3 separate regions of the Mus musculus genome follow, and all the other regions are linked to region 3. A link is a contact called in public promoter capture Hi-C data. All regions are on one chromosome and are shown on one strand. Each heading gives the region's core, a stretch centred on a gene start, on an enhancer-like site or on the middle of the called end of the contact. The rest is flanking DNA. Distances are from core to core; before and after follow the strand shown.

Region 1 (2,700 bases), core at 24-2,523, 280 kb before region 3:
CTTCTTAATACACAACTAGATTTATCTAGTCCTCTTCTAGCCCATTATGCCCAGTAGACCACCGAGGACCAAAGCAGGCTGAGAAGGGAGGTGGCATCCTTAAGCCCAGCTGGTCTTTGTTTCCCTGCTCTCATGTACTGGTTTTGCAAAGCAACCCAATTCCCATCAACAAACATTCTGGATGTACTGAAGGACTTTCCCACCGTGAGATTTAAGCTGGTGCGTCTGTTCGGCAGTCTGAGAAATTCAGAAGGGAGCTAAAAATTGTGATTCTATCATTGGGCGAAAACCCAGACCTCTCGAGACGTTTTTCAACTTTAAGTCTCTTCTGCCTAATTAATGGCATGTGCTTTTGTTCTTTTTCTACCCACAAGAGGGAAAGAATAGGAAAAGGGAGGAGAAAAGAAAAATGAAAAAGCCCTCTCCTCTTCCCTTGAGGAAGTCCCTACCTCCAAGAGTCCCAAGATGCGAAAAGCCTATGGGATGTTTACAACCTTAACGTTACCCGCATCTCAGTGCCTTTATTCCAGAGGCTAGGAATTCACGCCGCATCCCAGGGCAAATCTGCCGACCCCGAGTCCCCACCGCGGGGGTACCTGGGGAGCGCGCGGCGCTGGGAGCCTCCGACTTTGCAAACTGATGGGCAGCAAGGGACAACTTTTGGGCGCTGGGTGTCAGGGGTCGGCCGGGGGCTGCAGGGAAGCAGCGGCGCCGGAGCTCGGCGCATCGTCCTCCCGCCCACGCCCCCGCGGCGCCGAGCGCAGAAACCGGCTGGGCCCGGCCTCGCTCCCCGCAGGCGACCGGCGCGGGGACCCGCCGCGTCCACACTCGCACAGGTTGCCCGGCGCGGGCGGGACGTACCGGCCCCGCCGCTTTCCCAGGGCATCCTCGCTTAGAGCGGCCGCGGCCCCGAACTCCGCGCCGCCCACTCCGACCCGGCTCCGGCCGGGCCGCTCGCCAGCCGCAGCTCCGCGCCCGCCTCGGCAGCGCCGGCCTCGGGCTTTTGTTCGGCCGCGACGCGAGCAGCGAGCGCCGCCTGACGAGGGGCGGCTGGGCTGGGGCAGGCGCCTCGGCGCTCTCCACACGCAACGCTCCTCTCCCGCCCTCCCGGCCCCGGAGGAAACGTCGGCCGCACGACTCACCTCACCGCCGGCCTCCGGGCTCTCCCGGGCAGCGCCGCTGGCCCCGCAGGCAGCCGCGCGTCCCTCAGGTTCCCCGAGCGGCCGAGGACCGCAGGCGCGCCGAGCCTTCGCGAGCGTCGAGGCGCGCGGCCCGGGGAGGGAGGTGCGCGCGCACGTGCCGCGCATGCGCGCTACGGTCAGCCTCCTATCCAGCTCCTGGCTGTGCAGCGCTGACCGGCTTCGTTGTTCTCAGCCTGGCGTCCTAGGTGATAGTGACGTCTTGAGCGCCGCGCGTCGGTTTGGTGGTTCCCAGCGCTGGAGGCATTCATCCAACATGTGCCCAGTCCTTCTTGCAAAGTCCGCCTGAGCCAAGTTCTCAGTGCGGGTCCAGTGCGGAAGCCAGTGTGCCAACCTCGGACCTCGGGGACTCACGGTGAAGGGTAGTGCCGCGCACAGGTAGCAAGGGACACCCGGTCTGTTGCAACGCTGCACTCTGACCGGCGAAGCAGGTGCACACTTCGCGTCCTCTCCACCGAGACCTTACTATAAACAGACGGAGCTTGTGCTCGCTGGTGACATGCCTCATCTTCCGCTTAGAGGGCTCCCCACTCCCTTTGCTATATGCACGGCTTGAGGAGCTGAAAGATTTCTTTAGAGGTCATCTAAACACAATTTTATTTTTTCCCAACAGGGAGAAGAACTCTCAGAAAGGTTGGATGTCTTACTTAGTCACACAGCATTTTAATGGAAGAGCCTGTATTCAATTAATCGTGATTGCGTTTCTCTTTGTTACAGGGTTTTACCTATCTTTCTTTTTGTCCATCTTCAACTTAGAGTCCATGGCTTCATTTGGTTCTCTTGGTAGCTCACAGGACATACAGCAACGTTGGCCCTGTTGCAAGTGATTGTACTTGACACTACTGACCCTTATGTTTATAAATGGCTACGGTGAGAACATATGGGCTGAAGATACAGTTCTGTTGGTAAAACATTTGCTATACAAGCGGAAGAACCTGAGTTACATCCCCAGAACCCACAAAACAACAACAACAACAAAATAACAACAACAAAATCAGTCCTAATAGCAGGCACTTGTGGTCCCAGTGCTGGGGAGGTGGAGCCAGGGTGGGTCCTGGGGCTAGCTAGTCACTCAGCCTAGCCCATTTGGTGAATCCCCAGGCCAGTGAAAGATTTGTCTCAAAAAACTAGGTGGAGAGCAACTGACTAACACACCTGTAGTTGACCTCTGGCCCATAGGTGTACAGAGAGACAGATAACAAGAGACAGAGTCAGATATAATTTTTAAAAGGTTCTCAGGTAATTTAGTGAATGCTGAAAAGTCTTGTGCTCAGGTCAGTCTCACATCAGAATTGACAGAATTTGATAGGCCAGCGTGATAAACAAAATCTGAAATAGCAATTTCCACTTTCCTTATTGGCACTTGTGCAGCAACATTTTCAGGACAATAATGTTGATTCTTAGGGCCATTCCAGGCAAATCAGCATGCCCCAGGGACCCAGTGGTGTCTCTTGATGAGAGTAAATGAAGAGGCAGGTGGTATATGGGGGTGGAGGAGAAA
Region 2 (2,700 bases), core at 28-2,527, 420 kb after region 3:
GCTTGAGGGGGATGCCAGGCTCTCTCTCTCTCTCTCTCTCTCTCTCTCTCTCTCTCTCTCTCTCTCTCTCTCGGTTTTTCGAGACAGGGCTTCTCTGTGTAGCTCTGGCTGTCCTGGAACTTAACTTTGTAGACCAGGCTGGCCTCGAACTCAGAAATCCGCCTGCCTCTGCCTCCCGAGTGCTGGGATTTGATACACGGATGTTCCAGGGTTCAGAGTGGGAAGCTCAGCTTCTCCCCCGAGAAGTAGCATGGTGGGGGCTTCTAGGTTGTCCCTTCTTCCCAGAGATGCCCATAACAGGTGTCCCTGTTCTCAGCAAAAAGCAGCTAGGGTGCCTCTCAGCACCTCTGGTCACAGACCCAGCTACTCAGCAGCAGGGCTCCACGGAGAACTTCCACCATAGGCTCCTTGTTCAGAAACCAGTGTGAGTTCCAAGTCTGGGACAAAGTAGTTTTTGTTTAAAAAATTGAATTAGTATATATTAATTATACATAATGAGTTTAAGAATGGCATAGTCATATATATATATTCCCCTCCTTCATTTCTCTTTCGTGTCCTCTTTGTCCTCTTCTTCCTCCCATTATCTCTTCTCTCTCTCTTCCTCTCATAAATTTCATTAGTGTTGCCCACAGGAGCATGCGGTGAGCAGTTATTTACAGAAACATAGACACCTTACCATTGGCTCTATCACCTAAGAAAATGGGGTAGTATACTTGAAAACAGGTGTGAGGGTCCTAGGTCCAGAGGCAGTGAAGCCCACCCTGCTTGACTGGGTCCCAAGTGCGTGGGAGCCATGCTTAGGCTTTACGAATTCAGGGACAGCAGAGGCCTTCGGGATTACTGATGTATCATTGTCTCATTCTTAACCCGCTTCTGTTTCCTCCATCTGTCTGCCAAGGGACCAGCAAGCAGCCCAGTGCAGCGTTTAGGGAGCCAAGTACTTCGTGTATACTCTTCCCTAGCACAATGCCTACGCCATCTTCTATGTTTCTGTTACTCTCCCATTAAAATGGGAGCAAAGAAAAGGAGTGAACGATGTGGAAGGATGTGGAAGATGAACATGCAATAAGGTGGGCGTCGGGCGGTGGAATCCTGTGCCAGTTCTGGGCTGGAAGCAGGCCAGTGTAGTGTGTGGATTCCTTGTCCTCTAAGACTCTTCTGTTGGGGCCTGATTGAGAGGTTTTTGGTAGCTCTCAGGGATTAGAGCCACCAATTTAGGGGCCCTACAGCAACCAATGCGGTCATTTGTGATGCCCATGCGCCCCCTGGTGCCCCCCGCTGGGTGCTGCGCCTCTTACCCCCACCTCTAGGCTTCCAGAAAGCTCCTGGTGCATTCTCCGGCATTCTCTGGGCGTGAGTCACGCAGGTTTGCAGCCAGCCCCAAAGGGGGTGTACTTGAGCAGAGCGCTATAAATAGGGCGCTTCCCCGGTGCTCACCACCCGCGTCACCAGGAGGAGCGCACTGGAGCCAAGCCGCAGACCGGTGAGACAGCTGCACCTTTCCTACCCCAGCGCCGCTGAAGCCACACCGGCAGGGATGGGAGGGCAAGGGTAGCAGCTAGGTGGAAAGCTGGCGCAGCCGTGGGGAAGTGGGAGGTGACTAGAGCCCCATCACCAGACAGCCGAGCATGGGGTTGGGTAGGGGGTGCACGCTGGCTCAGACACGGGAGTCTCCGTGTTCTTTAATCCGGATCACAATTTCACAGCTGTTCAATAGGCCACATACAAAGATCTTCCTTTTGCAAAAATGGGGAAACTGAGGCTTGAAGCCTGCCGTACGATGCGGGAGGCGCAGGGGTGCGAGTGGCTCAGCGCCGCGACTAGGTGCGGATCTCTGTAGTGGCTGTTGTCTTTTGGGCATGAGTCATTGCATTTGGACCTCCCTTTCAGTTCCTGGGACAGCGCATAATAAATAAGATGTTGTGTATTTAAAGACGTGCTGCAGACATCCAGACCCGTTTTGCTGAGCTGACTGCATTCATCCAGTTCTTTAGAGAAATGCTCCACCAGGCCGAGACGTCTGATCCCACCGGATCACTTTATAGATGGTAATCTGAGGCCTGGAGACCATTAGAGGCTCAGCCTCCAAACGTTATATGAATAAGAAACTGAAGCCCTTTGGCTTTTCCAGAATTTCTGGGCCCAGTTTTAAAAATGGTGCTGGTGCTGTTTTTAAAGGAAGAAGTTAGGAATTCAAGAGTCTATACAAGTTCTCTTAACAGGATCATACAATTTAGTGCCCGACCCTGTGAGAATAGTAAAACAAACTGCAAATGGTAGTCAATCAATGGAATATTAGGCAGCAGCAAATGTGTGACTTTTAAAAATATTTAAAAACAGGACCTATGAAGGGATGGTTTATAAAAATGCATTGGAAAAAAATGGAGAAAATACGCCACAATGGGAGAGGCTATGTTTTCCTACTAGATAAGGAGGTCCTTGGCCCTGGTGGGGCTGATGCACCCAGGGTAGTTGGCAGCCAGGCAGTAGGCCAGCCTCCAAAAGAAGACAGGAAGTAAGTCAGTGTAGAGGGAAGGCAGCGGGCTGAACTGAGCAGCGTTGTCCTTGGAACAACAACACCACAGCGCCGGGAAACTTGGGAGACTAGCAGATTCTGACCCGGAGTCCATATTACCAGCAGACCTAGAGGGAGTCTGTTCTTAGCTTTACTGAATAGAGGATCGCTTCTTTGAGGTCTGT
Region 3 (2,705 bases), core at 53-2,552:
GCGTGGAGATTATATTTTTATTGTTCCCCTCAACACACCTAGTGATTCTGATGGCAATGAAACAATATTTAATTTTTGCTTTTAAATAATTTTCACACTTAAAGATGACAGTTAACTTTAAAACTGTTTACTAAGCCAATTATACACTTTAAAGTGAGTGAACTTGAATGCCTCTTACTAAGTATTTCATCTGACCGACTGCTTAAAGCAGTTTCAGTTTTTCTCCTCCAGCTTTAGCCGTAGGCTGATTCATCAGGCACATGTGTATACTTTTTAATAAATACATGGAGGTAACAGATGAAAGCAATGTTTTTAAATAGGGAAAATGAGAATATACAGCACCTCTCTGATCTACAGTGACGTCAATAATACTGTCTAGAGGTAGAGCCCCGATCATAAATCTGAGTAGCAGGGAACCTGCTGCCAGGATGAGGAGAAGCTGGAATGAACCAGAGCAGAATTTTCCAAGCTCTACATAAATGCGTTACTTACAGCCAGGCCAACAAAATGATAAATGGTCCTGTCTCTCCTGTCCTCACGAATCGTGCCAAGTCAGGAAGCCATGCCACCACTGCGTGTGACTTAGAAAAAAAGCCACAACTCATAGAGAGCACAGAGTTATGAGCTGAGAACAACGTCAGAGAAAGGTGTCAGCTGTGGCCAAAGTTATGTATCCATGATCGATGACTGGGATCAACTGCTTATGAAAACTTTAGCATCACCAATTTCATCATCAAATGCCTCACTGAGAACGAGGATGGAAGTAATTATTGAAGAAATTAAAGGATCATCTATGGAAACACACGCACACCAGCAGCAGCAGCAGCAGCAGATTTAGAAAATCCAAAGCCAAGGTGAACAAGTGGAAGGAGAAAGCAACATCAACAACACAGCACAATAACAAACACTTGCTATCCTCTAAGTTCTGAACAACAGATTTCTCAGATCAGGGATACAGGACTAAGAGAAGAAGATGCACTTGCCACATAGCAAATGTGTCCAATGTTTCCTCAGGAAGGCTGGTCAGGGCCAAAGAGGAAGTCAAGGAATCTATATGAAGCTTTCTTTACACAATGGAGTGGCTCCCAGACCAGAGGACAGCCAACGATGCTCGCCAACTTTTCTCTCAAAGAACTCCCTTCAGGGCTGTTCCTATAGAAACCCATTCTAGCTGGAGAAGAACCCTCTGCAGGGTGCCAGGGGAGGAGACCCAGCATTGCAGCTGACAGAAAGGTTCCCTTGCCTGCTTCTCTAAGTAAGTCACTTCTTGTTATTTTAGGAATTCACCATGCAGATGACATGAAATTGAGCTATCATTTAGATGATGATAAAAAGCTGGTGAGGACAGATGCTGACTGACTCCCACTCAGAAAGACACCCTGCTCAGAGAAAAACAGACTGAGGCTCTTATGTGCAATTAGATTTGACCTCAGGCAAGTCAGGGGCCTTGGGTGGATACTTCTGAGGGAAAACGATGGCAGAAAGGCAGTGATGGAAAATGGAAACCTGATTAGGCTCTCAAAGACACTGGAAAGTCACATGACTCAGTGCCATCTGGGGGTGTAGGGCTATGGGCCAGAGTTACAACCTTGATGGCTGGGAAGAAAGGACGGCATCTGGAGAATACTAAAGTCTAGCTTCTCATCCATGGTCTGAGGGCAATCAGAGGCAGCACACTGGCTGGTTAGCAATTGTGGGCTCTCCATCCGCAACTAGACCTAAAGAGCTAGGATGTGCTAAAATGACTTTTAGCAAGCTCTGTGGGGATCAGCCCCACCCAGATGTACAGGCAGAAGGCCTTCTGAAGCAGCCTGCCCTTCCCTGGTACTTCTGGTCCACTTCAGGATAAGCTGGAAGAGGGAAACCTTTCTTATTGCTCATCAGGGCTGGCCAGGTAGTCTCAGCCAGGCACTTTGTTGTGGGACTAAAGTAATGGAGAAAAATAAGAAAAGCTAGACATGCTAAGAAATAGATTATCAACCTGGGTAACATCAAACACCCACGCCAGACTAAATGATTAAGTGAGCCGTGTGACTATATCTCTGTAATGGTAATCATGAAGACCTGGCCACCAGTATTGATTTATTGACTGGCAACTTCTTATTGATTTTTTTTTTTAAACCTCATTTCAGCTTTAATTTTCAGAAAAAAAAATTCTTAGGTCACGAGTAAGCTTTTGGGATGTGGTAGTCAAACAGGAAAACAAAATAAATTCTGGGGTCAAATCTATCCTAAATCTTGATTCTGTGTTCTGCCATCTTAGGTTTCCCACAGTAATTAGTAATTTTTCTTATAGGGACAGCACACTGAAAAATGTGAATGATCAGTTCTTGCTTCCCCCCAAACCTCCCCTTTGTTTCCTTCTCCAACCATTTAGATGTGCTGGTTATTAGCATGGGGACGCGTCTCTGGGATTCAGAAAACAAAAGTCTGTGTAGTTGGCTTAGCAAACGCTGGAGGAACTGAGAAGACAGCAGGTTCAGGAAGAGCTCTGGAAGACTCCATGAGAGGCTCTCAGCCCATGCTGGAGGGAAGAACATCCTCACCTCTAATGATGGAACCAACAGGCCTGCTAAGTCACCCCCACTTTATCAGTCTCCCCTTAGCGTATTTCCACGACTTCCCACTCTCAGTTCTAAAACACTCGGGCTTACATGCATCTTCTAGTCTTCATTTCCTCATGAATGCTCCTGTGTCTGCCTCAT

What was found. Promoter capture Hi-C pulls out the DNA fragments that hold promoters and counts their contacts.
Region 1: a contact with region 3 is called in a promoter capture Hi-C map of neural stem cells. The contact joins the promoter of Fzd3 here to the enhancer-like site in region 3. A contact is called at or near these places in 13 of 39 promoter capture datasets (the 3T3-L1 cell line, the C10 cell line, cranial neural crest and 8 more), 1 of 484 Hi-C or Micro-C datasets (cortical neurons) and 2 of 9 other capture datasets (adipose tissue and macrophages).
Region 2: a contact with region 3 is called in a promoter capture Hi-C map of hippocampal neurons, with 2.7 times the contacts expected there. The contact joins the promoter of Clu here to the enhancer-like site in region 3. A contact is called at or near these places in 4 of 39 promoter capture datasets (the SN4741 cell line, hippocampal neurons, pre-B cells and 1 more), 1 of 484 Hi-C or Micro-C datasets (induced pluripotent stem cells) and 1 of 9 other capture datasets (adipose tissue).

What each region holds. Positions count from the first base shown.
Region 1 is chr14:65,261,190-65,263,889 of GRCm38.p6, forward strand. It overlaps Fzd3 (frizzled class receptor 3), which reads right to left and starts at 1,274. Exons shown (of 7, transcript NM_021458.2): 1 at 1,143-1,274.
Region 2 is chr14:65,967,206-65,969,905 of GRCm38.p6, forward strand. Clu (clusterin) reads left to right here and starts at 1,278. Exons shown (of 9, transcript NM_013492.3): 1 at 1,278-1,483.
Region 3 is chr14:65,543,934-65,546,638 of GRCm38.p6, forward strand. The region is part of intron 14 of Elp3 (elongator acetyltransferase complex subunit 3); the gene reads right to left. Among named protein-coding and RNA genes, the nearest start is that of Elp3, 48 kb to the right of the region's middle. Within about 2 kb of position 1,303, at least 20 of the 459 cell types and tissues checked have an H3K27ac peak or open chromatin away from gene starts, as enhancers often do. A contact at or near this core is called in cortical neurons, hippocampal neurons and neural stem cells, where this site is marked.